2 separate regions of the Sus scrofa genome follow, and region 2 is linked to region 1. Evidence: chromatin contacts called from public Hi-C data. All regions are on one chromosome and are shown on one strand. Each heading gives the region's core, a stretch centred on a gene start, on an enhancer-like site or on the middle of the called end of the contact. The rest is flanking DNA. Distances are from core to core; before and after follow the strand shown. Region 1 holds the start of ZNF367 (zinc finger protein 367). Region 2 overlaps SLC35D2 (solute carrier family 35 member D2).

Region 1 (3,628 bases), core at 449-2,948:
CACTCTGTTCAAAGTTTAAAAGATGCAAAGAGTTATATGTTGTACCTTTTGGAATCTTTCCACCCTGTTTCCTAGCCACATAATTCCCCTCCCTGGGATCAACTTGTTACAATTCTTGTGTATCTTGCTAGAGATATTTTGTACACATAAAAACAAAAATGTGTATTTGTTTTTCTCCACTTTTTTTTTTTTTTTTGCCACGCCCCTGGCATGTGGAAGTTCCTGAGCCAGGGATCTCACCGGTGCCACAGCAGCGTCCCAAGCCGCTGCAGTGACAACGCGGGATCCTTAACCCCCTGCGCCACAAGAGAATTCCTTTCCATCTTTTTTTTTTTAACGTGAAAAAAAGCACACTTGTTTATACAAGTTAAGTTTGTTTTTAAACAGTTGTGGCATAGCTGAGTGTGTGTATTTGATAAAGAGGGGGAAGGGAGAGAGGGGTAGAGAGGAAGGGGGAAAGGGGAGAGCGAGAGAGAAATATTCTGCTCTTAATCACCAATTCTAACACTTAAATACTGGATATTCATTGACTTATTCAACAAATATTTATTGAAGGCCTGCCATGTGTCAGACTAGGCCCTGGCAATACAGTAAAAAACAAGGCACAGTCACTTCTTTCACATTTCTAGTGAATGTGAGGCTGGGCATGCCATTTGCCCCATCGTCTGCTGTGCTGTGCTTCCGAGCCCCACGCTGGCCCTCGGTGGGTGACTGTCAGAGCTGGATTCGCCGGCTTGTTCAAGGTCCTTTCAATGTGGGGTGAGGTCCTCCGGGCACTCACATCTCCACGCCCTTGCAGATTCGGGGATGAAGGTGCGCCCCAGACTGGGTGAGGAACCACGGCGCGGGGACGGGGAGTCCTCGGGGTCTTTCGGGTATCTGTGCCGGGGGTGACCACGGACACACACACACACGCCTGCGTTCGTGTCCCCTCTGAGCGGCGAGCAGCACTCGGGGACCTCAGAGACGACTTCCCTAACTACCCCATTTTGCACAGTTGGGAAACCGAGGTCCGGGAAGCCGAAGGCTGGGACCGATGACCGCTTCAGCCTCGGGGCGAATCGAGGGTGCGGAGAGGGTCAATTCACAGCGAGCCCAAGAGCTGGGCAGACGGGAGCCATTAAGAAAGTCGGCACCTCTGGGTGTCCACTAGAAATTGCAGGAGGAAGGCCTCGATGCCCCAGAAGCGGGTGGCGGGAGCCGGGGGCGGGGCGGGCTGCCTGGGCCCCAGCCCTTTAAATTCCCAGCCGCGCGGGAACCGCTGACCAACAGCCACCAGCGGGTGGGGCCGGTGAACGCGCGCCCCTGCGGGCCAACGACCGCCCCTGTCTCCGCCCCTCGCCGACACCTCTCCAATCGGCAACACTCCTGACGCCCGCCCCCGCCCATGGCCCCGCACCTCCCACCTCGACGACCCGCTCCGAGGACTGGCGGGGCGGGACCCTGGAGGGTGTGTCCTGGCAAGTTCAGACGTCGCGCGCTCCCGCGGAGCTTCGAACGCTTGTTGGCCCTTTTGGCAGAAAAAAAATACAAGAGCGGCGACCAATGGCGTGGCAGAAAGGACCCGCGCACAGATCCGGCTCCACCCCGCTCTGGCTGGAAAGGGGTCCAGGCCCGGCCATTGGCTCGAGCGACCTGTCACTCTCCGCCGCGACCAGCGGGCAGAGGCTTCGCGGTGATTGGCCCCGCCCAGGCGCGAAATGTAACGCGGGAAAAACTGGAGCAGGGACCCCGGCGGCAGGTTGTTATTTTCGGGGGCTCAGCGCCTCGCGTCCTGCTTTCCTGTCATCGCAACGCGGGCCGCCTGCTGCTTCCCGCGGCTGCAGCCTGCGTTGGGGTACGAAGAGCGGAGGACCGGCCTGACCCAGGGTTGGGGTCCAGCTCCGGCCGCCTGGTGCCAACCGAGCCGTTCCGCTCTTTCGTTGGCCGCGGCGCAGGAAGGTTCCAGGAAACGTCCGCCTGCCATGAGCCGGCGGGACTGAGAGCCGGCAACTCGGAGCAGCGCGGGCTAGCGGAGCGAAGGGCCAGACCCGAGCTCAGGGAGTGTGGCCCACGGCCGCTGGGGCTGCGGATCCGGGTCGGGCAATGATCCGGGGTGTGGAGGCGCCAATGGCGGACAACCCGCCGCAGCCGCCGCCCGTCATCTTCTGCCAGGACTCCCCGAAGCGGGTGCTGGTGTCGGTCATTAGGACGACCCCGATCAAGCCCACATGCGGCGGCGGAGGGGAGCCGGAGCCGCCGCCGCCTCTCATCCCCACCAGCCCTGGCTTCAGCGACTTCATGGTGTACCCGTGGCGCTGGGGTGAGAACGCGCACAACGTGACGCTCAGCCCCGGGGCTGCCGGGGGCGCCGCCTCGGCTGCCCTGCCTGCGGTCGCCGAGCACTCGGGGCTTCGGGGCCGGGGCGCGCCCCTGCCCACCCCCTCGGCCGCCGCCGCCTCGGGAGGTGAGGACGAGGAGGAAGCGAGCAGCCCGGACAGTGGCCACCTCAAGGTAAGCGGCACCGGCTGGCGGGGCGCGGGGCGGCGAGGGCCCGTTAACGGCGCGGCCGGACAGCCGGCAGCGCCCGCGGACTCGGCGGGTGGGGCGGGGCCGAGTTTAAAACGCGAGGTTGCTCCGCGGCGGCGGGGCGGGGGCGGGTGACAGGACGCTGACGTCACTGCCGCGCGCCAAAAAATTGCTCCTGGGGGCGGGGCTTCAGTCACATGACACCGGCCAGAGGGGGTGGGGAGGCCCAGTAGACCCGAAGCCACTGGTCCGCTGGTGCACTGGGTTGGCGCGCGGCCTGGGGTCGCGGAGTAACGCGGCCAAGTGGCTCTGCCAGTAGTACGGCAGTCCGCTTGGTCCGCTCTGGCGGAAGTGGGAGAGAAGGGCCGCGGGCCTTGAACTGTTCCTCTGGGTGAGGGAAGGGACAGGTTGCCCAGTTTCTGCTTCATCACCGCAGATACCCCGACCCTGCTAAAGATGCTTTGCTGAGATGGCCGAAGAAAAAGAGGGGATTTAGGGGATTCCTCCCCAGCGGGAATTGAGCCCTCGCTGTGTTGTTTCATGCATCCAGCGTACAACTTTGCTAGGTTCTGAGAGCACGCAGTGGAATGGGACGCTGTTGTCACAGACCTGGAATTGCTCGAAATCTTACCGGTTTAGAGCTGGGAAGGATGTGACTACCTGGTACAAACCTACAGTTAAGAAATCGGGCAACTGAGGCTTAGAGGGATTGGTGAAGGGAGCTCCCCAAGGTACACAGCTAGATAGAGTGAGTGCTGGGATTATAGTGGAAGTTTTGTGACTCCTAGACCTGAGCGTGTTTTGGGAGAGTCTGTCTGCTGACATATACTTACCTCTATAGGCTGTAAGCTCAGGGAGTGCCGGGTTTATTTCTTTCTGGTGGACTTACTCGACTTTAATACCTTGCACTCTGTAAATGCTCAATAAATGTGCTCACTTAAGTATTTGTGTAATGAATGCTGCTAATATAAGGTTAATATTCAGGCTCAAATTGTTAAATGGCTGTATAAGATGAGCAGTTTGCTAAAGGTGAAAAACAAGTCATCTTGGAATAAGTACATCTATATACTGTATAAATTGAAACAAGTTAGGTTATCATTTTACACGCAAGAGCAAAGAT
Region 2 (3,665 bases), core at 65-2,564, 73 kb after region 1:
CTGAATTCAACCAATGGAAGAATGTTCTATTTATCATACAGTTTCTTCTTTCCTGCTTTTTGGGGTAAGAAACCATAGATGAGAAGCGTTTGTCTATGGTATCTCTTGACAAGTCAAATCAAAATATGCACTCTGTCTACCCTGGTAAAATCCCTTTGCTTGTGTTTTCTCTGACTTTTTCGGGAAAGTACCCCTCCTTTCCAGAAGAGTAAGTTGATGGGACCCTATGCTACATGTGAGCTCCAAAATAGGATGTTGCCTATTGACTTCTGAAAGTTAATTTGAACTGAAGTCAGCTACCTATCCAATTTGAATGTGCTTTTTGTCTTTGTCACAATGTCCCAAGTTTCCTGAGATCTTTCCCTCACATAAGGTTGTGGAAATAACAACACACTTTCTGTAGTGTTGTCCCTGTTATTCCCAGAGTGTTTTCTGAGAAGAGATGGTGAGGCCCATTATCTTGCCCAATAATTTTAGGCTTTTCTTAGAATTTTCCTTAGGTATACCTTCCCATTGAGAGGCTATACAGCTTGTGTCTTTTTTTTTTTTTTTTTTGTCTTTGTGCCTTTTCTAGGGCTGCTCCCTTGGCATATGAAGGTTCCCAAACTAGGGGTCTAATTGGAGCTGTAGCCGCCGGCCTATGCTAGAGACACAGCAATGCAGGATCCGAGTAGAGTCTGCAACCTACACCACAGCTCATAGCAATACCGGATCCTTAACCCACTGAGCAAGGCCAGGGATCAAACCTGCAGCCTCATGGTTACCAGTCACAGTGATCGAAGCCATTGCGAGCTTCTGAGCACATCCTTGGCTTTCAGACCAGCTGCCACTGGACTTGAGCTGTCCTCTCTCTGTGATTTGTGCTCAAGGAATGCCTCAGGGTAACGTGTGCACATCCCAACCCTTGACTCCATAGGACTCTTCTCTCAGCTCCTTTCTTATTTTCACTGCTTTCAAGTTTGCATTTCAGTCTTGTTTTTTTCTGACCACCAAACCTTTATCCGTAGTTGAAAATATAATTTAAAAATTATGACCCTTTAAAAATGTATGTGAAGATGCCAGTGAAATGGTGAAAAAGGCAGACTTTTGAGGTATGGGGAAGGACTCAGCTTTAAGAAATGCTGTTTGTAATTAAGAGTTTGTAAACAAAGCCTATCTATAATGAGATGAAATTGGATCGGTCAGGTAAACTGGATTGTGGGAGCCGTGATAATTTAATGCGGGCAAAGGTAAAATAAGTGACATTGAAGTTGACAAACTCGATTTAAAAAAGCCAGCTCTGCTAGTCTTTTGAATCTTGCCAAGAAACGACAGATAGGTTCTGGTTCATTCACACCAGCAGCTGGCACCAGCTCCCAGGCCCTGGAGGCAATTATCCTAATGTTTCTGCCCCAGTAGCAGCCTCTTTGATTCCAATGAAGCAGTAATATATTCCTTAATAGAAACACAAAAGTATCAATTTCCCCACTCTCAGCATAAAAAAAGGTTCTGTTCTTTGAACCTTTATTGTTACTGCCAAGACGTAGGGTCCAAGACAAACCAGGCTTCTGCTCATTGCTTGAGTAAAGGGGTGACAGAGACTTCAGAGTGCAGACACGCCCATCATTTTCCAACACCCCAAATTATAGTGTAAAATGGATGTTCCAGGAGAATGAATCATTTTTATCCCATGGCTCTGGCTTCCTTGGCACACCACTGAGGTCTTGGATGAGAGTGAATTCTTAGCAGAGATGAGCAAGATGAGATTACTTAAAAGCCTTTGAAATCTGAAATGAGAGAAAAATGTGGTTGGTGGGAGTATTCACGTGGCCTTTTATTATCTGAACATTTGTGTTGGATTTCTTTTATATGCTTGTACATGGAATGGTAACGAGCAACAAGGGCCTTTGAGTTCTGCTTGTGACTGCCATGAGTGTGCCATCCAGCTTTGGGTTAATCAGTTATTTTTTTGGTGTTATTTTCAGAAACAGGAAGAAACCTTTGAACAAGGGTTCTGGTCCAGGGGTTTCCACATGGGCACCGCCATCCCTTGAGGCCCTTATAAGCCAAAACACCAGCTGGCATCTGTTGTCAGAATAAATGTGTGTCATTTGTATGTGCCATTATTTTTCAAAGGTACTCAGATGATAAGTACGATTTTAAAGAGTATAGAAGGGCACAAAGCTACTGAGCATTCAGCAATGCTTTTAAAAATTATTTTATTTTTATTTATTTTTGTCTGGGAGTTTACATTTTATTTTTTTTTTATTAAAGTTGATTTACAGTGTTCTGTCAATTTCTGCTGTATAGCAAAGTGACCCAGTTATACATATACATACATTCTTTTTTTTATATTATCTTCCATCATGCTGCATCACAAGTGACTGGATACAGTTCCCTGTACTATACAGCAGGATCTCATTGCTTATGCACTCCAAATGCAATAGTTTGCATCTACTAACCCAAAACTCCCAGGCTATTCCACTCCCCCACATCCTTGGTAATATCTTTGTGTTTTTAAATTTAATTTAATTTTTTATTTTATTTTATTTATTTTTTTTTTGTCTTTTTGCCATTTCTAGGGCCGCTCCTGCAGCATATGGAGAGTCCCAGGCTAGGGGTCGAATTGGAGCTGTAGCCGCCGGCCTATGCCAGAGCCACAGCAACGTGGGATCCGAGCTGCGTCTGCAACCTACACCACTGCTCACAGCAATGCCGGATCCTTAACCCACTGAGCAAGGCCAGAGATCGAACCCACAACCTCATGGTTCCTAGCTGGATTCGTTAACCGCTGAGCCAGGATGGGAACTCCTGTTTGCATCTTTGTAATCCACAGATGCTAAAATCAAAACTGTCACGTGGAGGTTGGCATTTTTGACGTTAAAAGTGGAGGGTCTCTTAGTTCAGAAACTTGATCTTAGCCAAAGGACTGTATAGGTACATATTTGTATATAGAAATAGATTGTTTCTTAGAAAAAAAATTTTTAATATACTTTGATCCTAGTCATTTTGCAGTTAACCTCTCTAGGGACACCCTGTGGGTAGACGAAGCAGTGCAGCCTTTCTGTCAGCAGAAGGTGGCTGTTCCTGTACCAGATGTCCTCCGTCACTTAAGAGGGTTGCTGCTAATTCAGACCCCCCAGGAGGCTGCAGACAGGGACGCCTCCCCTCGCGCAGCCCAGCTGGTGGCTGAGTGTCCTGGTTGCCCACACTCATGGTGGATGGAGATTGGCCAAGGTGCTTTCACAAAAATGTAGAACGAAGAAAACATTGCATGATGAGGACACTGGAGTCGAAAATTTTAAGCAAAACTAGAACATAAAGGACATCTGTGATTGTGCTGGGTTTAAAACTGCACTCCAGTGTAGGAAGCCTGCAGGGAGCTTTTCTGTGTCCTGGAAATTAGGTTGGGCCCCTCCCATGAGCTGTAATCTCTGTTATTTTATTAGACTCTTAGCTCCTCCAGGATAGATGCTGAGGTTATATACTCCAGGCCCAGCAGAACATGGAGCCAAGTAATATCAAGTTGATGTTCATTTTATGCATGCATAGGATTATTTACCGTTCCCTAAGGCTCTTAAATTAATGTTGAATTTATTAAAATTGTAAAAAAAAAAACCCAGATTTTCTTAAGTCATTTATTATTTTTATTTAAAAAATTTTTTTTAATTGTACACTTTTTTTGG

Evidence for each region. A called contact is a pair of places that touch in the nucleus more often than the background predicts.
Region 2: a Hi-C map of liver shows a contact between it and region 1, with 3 times the contacts expected there. The contact joins the enhancer-like site here to the promoter of ZNF367 in region 1. A contact is called at or near these places in 1 of 5 promoter capture datasets (liver) and 5 of 47 Hi-C or Micro-C datasets (embryonic fibroblasts, heart right ventricle, liver and 1 more).

The regions. Positions count from the first base shown.
Region 1 is chr10:25,706,013-25,709,640 of Sscrofa11.1, forward strand. It overlaps ZNF367 (zinc finger protein 367), which reads left to right and starts at 1,699. Exons shown (of 5, transcript XM_021064593.1): 1 at 1,699-2,493. The coding sequence starts at 2,086.
Region 2 is chr10:25,778,952-25,782,616 of Sscrofa11.1, forward strand. SLC35D2 (solute carrier family 35 member D2) reads left to right here. Exons shown (of 10, transcript NM_001244362.1): 7 at 1-64. Among named protein-coding and RNA genes, the nearest start is that of HSD17B3, 42 kb to the right of the region's middle. Within about 2 kb of position 1,315, at least 2 of the 83 cell types and tissues checked have an H3K27ac peak or open chromatin away from gene starts, as enhancers often do. A contact at or near this core is called in liver, where this site is marked.